2 separate regions of the Mus musculus genome follow, and region 2 is linked to region 1. The links are chromatin contacts, called in public HiChIP or PLAC-seq maps. All regions are on one chromosome and are shown on one strand. The core of a region is the stretch at or near the end of the contact, and the rest is flanking DNA. Distances in the headings are between cores, read along the strand shown. Region 1 holds the start of Rrbp1 (ribosome binding protein 1). Region 2 overlaps Banf2os (a long non-coding RNA gene).

Region 1 (4,225 bases), core at 875-3,374:
ACTAGTCCAGAAGCCAGACAATCCAGGCTTGCCCCAGCATCTGTGCTGACCTCTTAGTAGCTCTTCTCCTGTACTAAACAGAAGGGAAGTGGCATCTCCAGGCCCTCAGAACAGGAAGCTGCTTCTAAAGAGAAACAAGTTGGCAGACCATAGTGGGCTGACCTTACAAAGTTCATTAACACATTTCTATGACAACCCCCAGCAAATCCCAGAAATTTCTCTAGGTTTAGGAAGTTAAGATAAACAATAACAGAAAAAAAAAATGTAAGGAAGTGGTGTGGATGGTGAGAGAATACTTAAGTGAAGGGCTGTGTCCAATGTGCAATTCTTCAGCCTACAATGTGAGTCTTTACACAAAATTCAACCCAGGACCCCAACCCCCACCATTAGGCTTTAAGCAAATGAACTGCTAGCTTAGCAAACAGAGATGTGGGAGGCTCTAGGGATCCATCCAAGTTTCATTTCCTTGGTGTTTCCCAGTCCTGACCTCTGACCTGAGGACTGATTGCCAAATTGCCCTCGGTTTTGCACAAGATCTCACACTTCCTGCTCAGTTCCCCTGACCTCAGTGGTGAGTGGGTGGTACTATCTTCAGGCAAGAGATAAAGAAACCCCAGGTTCAGAGGTTAGGAGACATGACCCTCCGGTGTTCATGGGGCTGGAATCCAGGTGTGCGACTTCTGCAGTGGTTGGCAGTGCAAGCCAGGCTCCACCTTGTTCCCTTGTCTCTCACGTCCCTAAACACACATCCCACAAGAACAGTCAATACCAGTTGGCTACTCCCTACACGTGCTGGGTCTCCACTGCTGTCTCTCAGATGGGGAAATGGGAAACCTCTGAGAGAAAGCATTTGGTTAGCAACTGTCGACGAAGCGTGACACCTACGGGAAAGAGTCTCTGAAGCATCCTGCACAGCCTGCAGTAAGCCCGGGTCAACCGGCCTCCCTTCCCCGGGCACTGCCGGGGAGCCTGGCGGGCCGGGACAGACGGCGGGCCCAGTGCCAGGGCGCTTGGCCCGCCGGGCCGGAGGTGCCGACTTCCGCCCAGGCCTAGCACCACGGGTCCACTAATCATGGGCGCGGGAAAGAGACGCCAGGCAGGACCCCGGGTGGCCCCAACCCTGGCCAGGTCCCGCACCCTCGTGCCGGTTCCGCGAGGACCCGCCGTGAAACGGTGCTGCGGCCCTGCCGCCAGGGGGAGCAGGGAGCCTCATCCCGTACTCCGGGAAGTTGCTACGGCCAGTCCCGGACGGCACCCGCGGCGAGCCCTGTGGCCCCCGCCCGCCCCGTCGGGGCTGCCGACGTGTCCTGTGGCCACAGCCCGCAGCCCGGGGCTCTGGGCCCCCGCGTCGCCAATCCAGTCTCAGCCCTCGTCCCAGGCCGGCCCACCGCCTTCCGCCCCCCCAACCCCCTCCGGCCCGGACTCCGGCCCGGCAACGTCATCCGGTGGCTTCCCGAAACTTAACCCCTTCCTCCGCCAGCTGTGCGCCGCCCCGCCCCGCCGCCAACTTTCTTAGCCCAACTTCGGAGCGCGCGGGCCGGCCCGACGGCCCGGCCGAGAGGGAGGGGTCGCCACGTCGTGCCGCGGGGCCGCCGCAGCTCCTGGCCTGCCGGCCGGGGGAATCCACCCCGAGGGGCGCGCTCGGCCGACGCCCCTGCACGGGCTCGGCCTGGCACACGCAGCTCCGTCCCACTCGAGGGGCCGCGGCTACCGCCAGGGCGGGCGTGCGGGCCGGCGCCGCCGGGGGAGGGGCCGCCGAGGAGACGTGTCACTCGCGGCGCGACCGGCCCGGCGCCCCGACGGCCCAGCCCGCGCGCCTCCACCGCCGCCGCCGCTGCAGGGCCCGGCCAAGTTTCTTACCTGCAGCGGGAGACGCGAGAGGGAGAGCGAGAGGGCAAGAGCAGCCGCCGCCGCCGCCGCGGAACCGCAAGAGGGGAGCCGGCCGAGCCTCCACCGAGAAGCCGCCCCTGAGCAGCTGCACACACTGCGACCCTGGCGCCGTCCGCCCCGTCCGCCGTCCGCTCCGGCCGCTCGCTGGCTGCGTGCGCGTGTGTGGAGTCGTGGCACTTTCTGCCTCGGAGCTGGCGAACGGCCCCCTCCGCCGGGATCGCCGCCTCCTGCCTTCCCCACCCGGACCAGCCATTCATCGAGCTGCCTCTTCCTATTGGTTCACTAGCCGCCACTCTGCCGGCCTCTGACCAATCAGACCGCGGACGGCCGCGCCGCGGTGGCGACCATTGGCCAAAAAGGAGGGTCTACGTCTCAGCCAATGAGAGAGAGGAGGAGCTGCGGGGAGCCGCGGGGGGCGGGGCCGAAGAGGGGCGGAGCCGCGCAGCGCAACTCTCAGCTCTGCGCGGGGGCGGGTCTCTAACTCCCCGCCCACCTAGGGAGGTCCTCTGCCGGTCCCGCCCACTCCAGGCCTCCGCTCTCCACGCCACCGCTTATTCGGATTTGGCTCCGCCTAGGCCGATAGACTGCGGTTCGAATCCCCTTGGCCGCAGGCTGCTCTTTTCCTCCACACTGCCGGGCTGAGGTGGCCGTGAATGTTACCCTCAGGAGGACTGCACAAACCGTGAACAACTGGGAAAATGCCTTATTTAAACCCAAATAACGTCACACAAAGCACCAGCCTCTGGGTCTAAAGAAGAGTTCTGCAAGGGTCAGAGCAGGGAGGATGGGGCCTTATCTATCCGTAAAGGCACTGCATTCTGCATTCCATATTTTACTGAATAAGTGGGAGAATTGAGGTGGAAGACCTGGAAAGAACAAAAGAAATAGAGGTGGAAATTTTGATAAGAAAAGCCACTCCCTAAACAGAATAATATACTGTCCTTGTACAAATCACACAGCAGAGTTACATCCATCCTGTGACACTTGATTTCAGATGTTGGGACCATGAGGTTTTGGCCCAAGAAAATATGATAGCAACCCAGGAAATTGATCTAGTGATACTCCAAATATTAGCCAGCTACCCCTTTATAAAAACAAAAAAACAACAACCAACACCTACTTAGAAGAGGGGTGCATATGCCACCATGCACCAACTCTCTGCTTGATTCTCTCCTTCCATGGCTGTTTCTAGGGATCAAAACTCAGTCAGATTGCATAGAAAGTACTTAAAAGTAGTTTCCCTGTGCCATCTCATCAACACAAAAGCCTCTCTTCAAAACCAAGTTCAATTGAAATAACTTAACTTTAAGTGCTTTTCTTTTCTTTTTTTTTTTTTTTTTTTTTGAGTCAAGGTCTCACTATGTGGCTGTCCCACAACTTGCTTTGTATAACAGGCTGGCCTAGAACTCAAAGTCACAGAGTTCCTCCTGCCTCTGTTTTCTGAGTACTGGCATTAAAGGCATGAAACACCATGCCAGCTTAAGTTTAGGTTATAACCATTTTAACTGCAGCTCTTAAAATTATTCCTTTGAGCCTGAGGCAAGATCAGCCTCTTTGAAATGAAGTTTGGTCTCTCTCCTCTGTCCCCCACCCCCCTTTCGAGTCCACACAGAATTTGATATCAGGCATATCTCTCTCTCTATTGCTCGAGCAGGGTCTGTCTATGATCCTGGAGCCCACTCCTTTAACTCAGCTGCCTGACCAGTGAGTGACGGTCTCCATCTTCACAGTGCTGGATTGTAGGTGGCACCTGGAGTGTTCACATTCATGTTGGGATTTGAACTCAGGGCCTTCATAGCAGGTACTTTACCCACTGAGCCACCTCCCCAGCCTCTAAGATTTAGTGTTCTAAAAGGCCAAAGGACTACACCTGCCCCAGCCTCTGTGGCTGCAGAGTTCCTGCCTCAGTTCCTCTGTGAGCACCCCTTTGGCCATTGCTACTTGACAGCTGTTGGTCTATAGTAAAACTGCAAGGAGAGAATACAGAGGGGTTAGGCTGAAACTAAACTATTTATTTCTGGTTTGAATCTCAGTGTCTTAGGGAATTAATGATTAATCAGCAGGAATCACTATAGATCACCTTTCCACACTCAGTCATTTTCCAGAGCTGAGATTCACTTGAAATAAAATTAAGGATCCCAGCTTCTGGTCAGCAGTTGCTAGCAGCCAGTCTGGCTGGATCATGGTGGGGCATTTACCTCCCTGGGCATAAATGGACTGTAAGACAGTTACTCTCTCTTGTGGGGATAAGTAAGAACATTTATTCATCCATTCAGTCGTGTTTGTTAGTGTCCAGGGAAGACTGCAGGCTGAGCATGCAGCCTAAAGTGATACC
Region 2 (4,316 bases), core at 1,674-4,173, 97 kb after region 1:
TGCCTGAAAATCCTGCTTGTGGTCACCAGGTGCTTAGCTGAAAGGGGTGCTGTGTTGTATTTGAGCCTCCTGATACACCTCCTAGAATATCCATAGCAACACTATTCGCAAGAGCCCAGATTGGATGCGGTTCACAAGTACCCATCCATGGGAAGACATATAAATAACAGACACTCACACAATGGTGCAGGGCTCAAGAAGAGAAGTTGGTCAGCGGCCTCAGTTCATTAAGTGGTCAGCACATAAACACCAAGACCTTAACTCTGTCTCCAGCACTCACGTAAAAACTGGGTGTGGTACTCTGTGTCTGTAATCCCAGCTCTAACAGGGCAGAAGCAGCTGGATCCCTAGAGTCTGCTACCCAGCCAATCTAGCTGTATCCGTGAGCTCCAGGTTCAGTGAGAGACCTTATCTCAAAATATAGAGCAAACAACCATAAAGGAAGATATCCTTTAACCTCCGAATGTACCCCTATATACACACATATAGGAACATGGACATGTATGAATATGCACACACACACACACACACACACACAAGTAGGATCATAAGAGCTGAGAGACCCCCACTGCCATTCTTGCACACCCCTTCTAGCTCAGTATGAGCATAGTCAACAGAAAAAACTTTTCCCACCATGTACAGCTTCCGTTCAGTTCAATGGTGAGCACTCTTCAGAAACTCTTCTTTATCTTCAACACGGCATTTGCAGCCTCCCTTCCTCCCCCTTCCCCCATCCCACACCCATTCAGGGTCCTCAGAGCATCCACATTCTCTTTCCACATGCCCCCTACAAAGTCGTGGTTTTCCTACATAGGCATTAACCTTTGCAACCGCCCAGTACTTCTAGCCTCCTCTCCCCCTGGGCCCTGGCATCTCCTCCTTCTTTAAAAGCCCTCAGCGTGTCCACAGCCCTGGCAAGCAACAGCCCATTTAAGTGCCCTTGTCTTCTCCCAGATGACACCCCAGGGGGCAGGGGCTGCTTCTGTCTTGTCCAGCATCATGGCTTTAGTCCAGGCATATGGTTAGGAGACACCTAACATGTGTTAATAGAATGGTGCACCTCTTTGGAAAGGACTGTTCCAAAACGTTGGTGGTGTCCACCTACCCCTCTGCTACTATTTATATAACTCTTTTCTCTGAAGCCCATGCACAGGGTACCAGGAAGGCATGCAGGAGGATGCCCGTCTTCTTCTCTCCCTCCAGAGGACTCATCCTGAGGACAGAACCACACTGCTCCCCAGGGTTTCCCTGGGATGGAGCTATGGCTGTATGTATGAATAGAAACTCAGGGTTTCTATTCCTGCACAAATATCATGACCAAGAAGCAAGTTGGGGAGGAAAGGGTTTATTCAGCTTACACTTTCCACATTGCTGTTGATCACCAAAGGAAGTCAGGACTAGAAATCAAGCAGGTCAGGAAGCAGGAGCTGATGAAGAGGCCATGGAGGGATGTTACTGGCTTGCTTCCCTTGGCTTGCTCAGCCTGCTCTCTTATAGAACCAAGACTACCAGTCCAGGGATGGCACCACCCACAATGCCTCTCCCCCCTTGATCACCAACTGAGAAAATGCCCCACAGCTGAATTTCATGGAGGCATTTCCCCAACTGAAGCTCCTTTCTCTGTGATAACTCTAGCCTGTGTCAAGTTGACATGCGAAACCAGCCAGTACACTGCAGTAATGATTTGCTTTGCAATACACCTTCCCAAGGACACCTGGGTTCTCTTTGTCCCTCTCACACACCCTATCAATACCTTCTGGCGTCATCGGCCAACCAAAAGACTTGCTCCAAGGACCATTTCTAGGGCTCTGTCTTCTGAGAGGCTGGGTGGCTGGCCAAGAACTGAATTTGGAACAACCTTCCTTGAATGTTCTCTGTAGAATCCACAGGGTGATATCACCAAGTACAGAGTCCAGTGAGGAAAAAGGAGTGTTGTGCCAACCAGACGGAGAAACAGCTAGGACTCCAGAGCCAAAGGAAAGTATGAAGCTAAAAAAAACCAAGGGGCCGATGACTGGGAGTGTTTAGTAGATGCTGGAAGAGGTGAGGAAGGATCCTCACTGCCAGGGCCAGGCAGAGCGGGGCCTGCTGATACCTGACTTGAAAGTCTGCCTCCAGAACTGTGTGGTGCATGGCTCTGGTACAAGGTAGCTTTTGAAAGCTACCTAACTTGTGGTAATAGTTACAGCATGTGGCTACTAGAGCTTTATATTGTTACTTGGCATTACTTTATATTATTACTATTCTCCAGAGGAGGAAACCCAGGGTCAAAGAGTCCAGGTGGTTAATGTAAAGATAACAAAGGTGTAAGTGAAGCAGTCAGCACCAGTTCAGACCTGTCAGCACCGGTTCAGGGTTCCCTGATATCAGGTCCCATTGTCATTAGCTCTCTCAGTGTTGTTGACATGCAATCTCCCAGACACTCTCTATGCATTTAAGATAGAGGAATGAGATACTCAGATTTAACTGTCAGCTCATAGTATTGTCAAGTCACCTGCGAATAGAGTCTCAGTGAGGGGTTGTCTAGCTCAGGTTAGCCTATGGGCATGTCTAGGGGGAACTGACTTGGTGATGTTAATTGATATGGAAGAACACATCTTAAAGGCACCTTTTCCTGGATTTGGTCAAGGGCTGTATAAAAGAGGAAGTGAACTGAGTTGTAGACACACAGACATCAATTCTCTTTGCTCTTCACTGTGGATGTGACTGGCTGCTTCAAGTTCCTGCTCTGACTTCCATGCAACGGTGGAACGCAACCCAGAATTCTGAGGTGAACAAACCCTTTCTCTCTTGAAGTCTTGTCTGGCTATTTTACCACAGCAACAGGAAAAGAAAGCAAAACAAAGGTCTGTCCCATGTAGCATTTATCTGGAAGCAGGCACACAGGCCTATGAGTAATCCTGTTGCTTAGCAGGCTAGACAGAGTTAAGAGTCTATGAGCAGAGACTGGACAGGGGAGGGGAGGGTGAGTGAGCTCAGAGACAGTTTGCAGTGCTAAACAGAGGCAGTTGGAAAATTGAAGCCTCTGCAAAGATATGGGAATGGAGACGGTGAGTCTTGTGGATGTCTTAGAGTGTCCCAGGCCTGAGTGTCCCCAGGCACAGGACACTTATTATTACAGTAGGAAACTGGAGATATGTTAAAAGGGACAATGAAACTCTCTAAGCATTAAAATCAGGCTTCAAAGTATGTTCCAAAGAATCCTGCAGATTGTAACAGGAGCTTCCAAGGCCACGACACAGCCTCACCCCACTCTCCCCATGCTCAGCCAGATCATTCAATCTCAGTTCTCATCTGCTTTGTCGCCTGAGGTTCTCACTGAACTTCATCTAAGGAATCCCAGAGCTGGGAAGCAGGCCTGGGGTAAGCTGCAAGACAGCCATTCTCTGAAAGAGAAAGAGCCTACCAGACAGTACCAATGGAGTTGAATGCCCTGCACTAAGTGTAAGAAGCCAGACCCAAACAGCTACCTTCTGGTTTCACTTCTAGGACATTCTATAAAGGACAAATGTAGGGAGACAGGGAACTGATGCAGACTGCAGAAACTGCAAAGGGGACTGCTGCCTGCATTGCCCACTGATCCTTACTGGGAATGCTCCACAAACTTGACCTCACCCTCGCCACCCAGTATTTGAAGATTCTGCTTGAGTTATCTTTTATTCTGAGGGCACTATGAATTGTGACAAAAGGACACAAAAGACAAACACCTTGGGTATGAAGAGCAAGAAAAGGAAACACACTATCAGTGTGCACTCAGGGCCATCGGCTAGTGACTTCAATTCCTTTCCTATCACTCTGTTTTCATGCATAAAATTCTCACTAGACTTCCGTAGAGAAGCTGTAACTCCACAGGGCTCCATGTAGCAGGTTGTATTTCCCAGAACAGCAAGAGATACTATTAAACATAAAATAATGAAACCTTGTGTCTCTAGTTTGAGCAATAATTTGGGACATAGTAACAAATAATTGGAAAGGCAGGAACAGAGCCTGAGGGCACCTTAGCCCAGCACCTGCTCGCTGTGTGCTGGACCAGCAGCCTCTCTTTGGTCTGTCTTGTTCCTTCTTTAGAAAATAGGGAGCCCTCATGCACAGCCTACTGGAGGAAACTCCATGCATCCCACCCTAGAGCAAGAGGTAATAGCTCTCATCTGGATGTCAGGTGTTAAAGTTATACTGGGCACATAGTAGGTGCTCAAAAAATATCTGGCAGTTGAATGCACAACTCCCAGACTCACTCTAGAAGCTGGTAGAACAGTTAGCAGTATCAGTCTTTATGGAGGAGACCACAGTAAGCTAATAATGAGGACATTTTAGAC

Evidence for each region. HiChIP or PLAC-seq counts read pairs in DNA pulled down with a chosen protein or histone mark.
Region 2: an H3K27ac HiChIP or PLAC-seq map of extraembryonic endoderm stem cells shows a contact between it and region 1. The contact joins the enhancer-like site here to the promoter of Rrbp1 in region 1. A contact is called at or near these places in 8 of 39 promoter capture datasets (the 3T3-L1 cell line, the C10 cell line, cranial neural crest and 3 more), 13 of 484 Hi-C or Micro-C datasets (B cells, the CH12 cell line, MC3T3-E1-derived osteoblasts and 7 more), 11 of 115 datasets of contacts at active chromatin or transcription factors (the 230-238 cell line, acute myeloid leukemia, craniofacial prominence and 7 more) and 3 of 9 other capture datasets (adipose tissue, embryonic stem cells and pancreatic islet).

The regions. Positions count from the first base shown.
Region 1 is chr2:144,009,139-144,013,363 of GRCm38.p6, forward strand. It overlaps Rrbp1 (ribosome binding protein 1), which reads right to left and starts at 2,125. Exons shown (of 24, transcript NM_024281.2): 1 at 1,861-2,125.
Region 2 is chr2:144,105,673-144,109,988 of GRCm38.p6, forward strand. All of the region lies in intron 2 of Banf2os (a long non-coding RNA gene), which reads right to left. Among named protein-coding and RNA genes, the nearest start is that of Banf2, 75 kb to the left of the region's middle. Within about 2 kb of position 2,924, at least 56 of the 459 cell types and tissues checked have an H3K27ac peak or open chromatin away from gene starts, as enhancers often do. A contact at or near this core is called in adipose tissue, adipose-derived mesenchymal stem cells and extraembryonic endoderm stem cells, where this site is marked.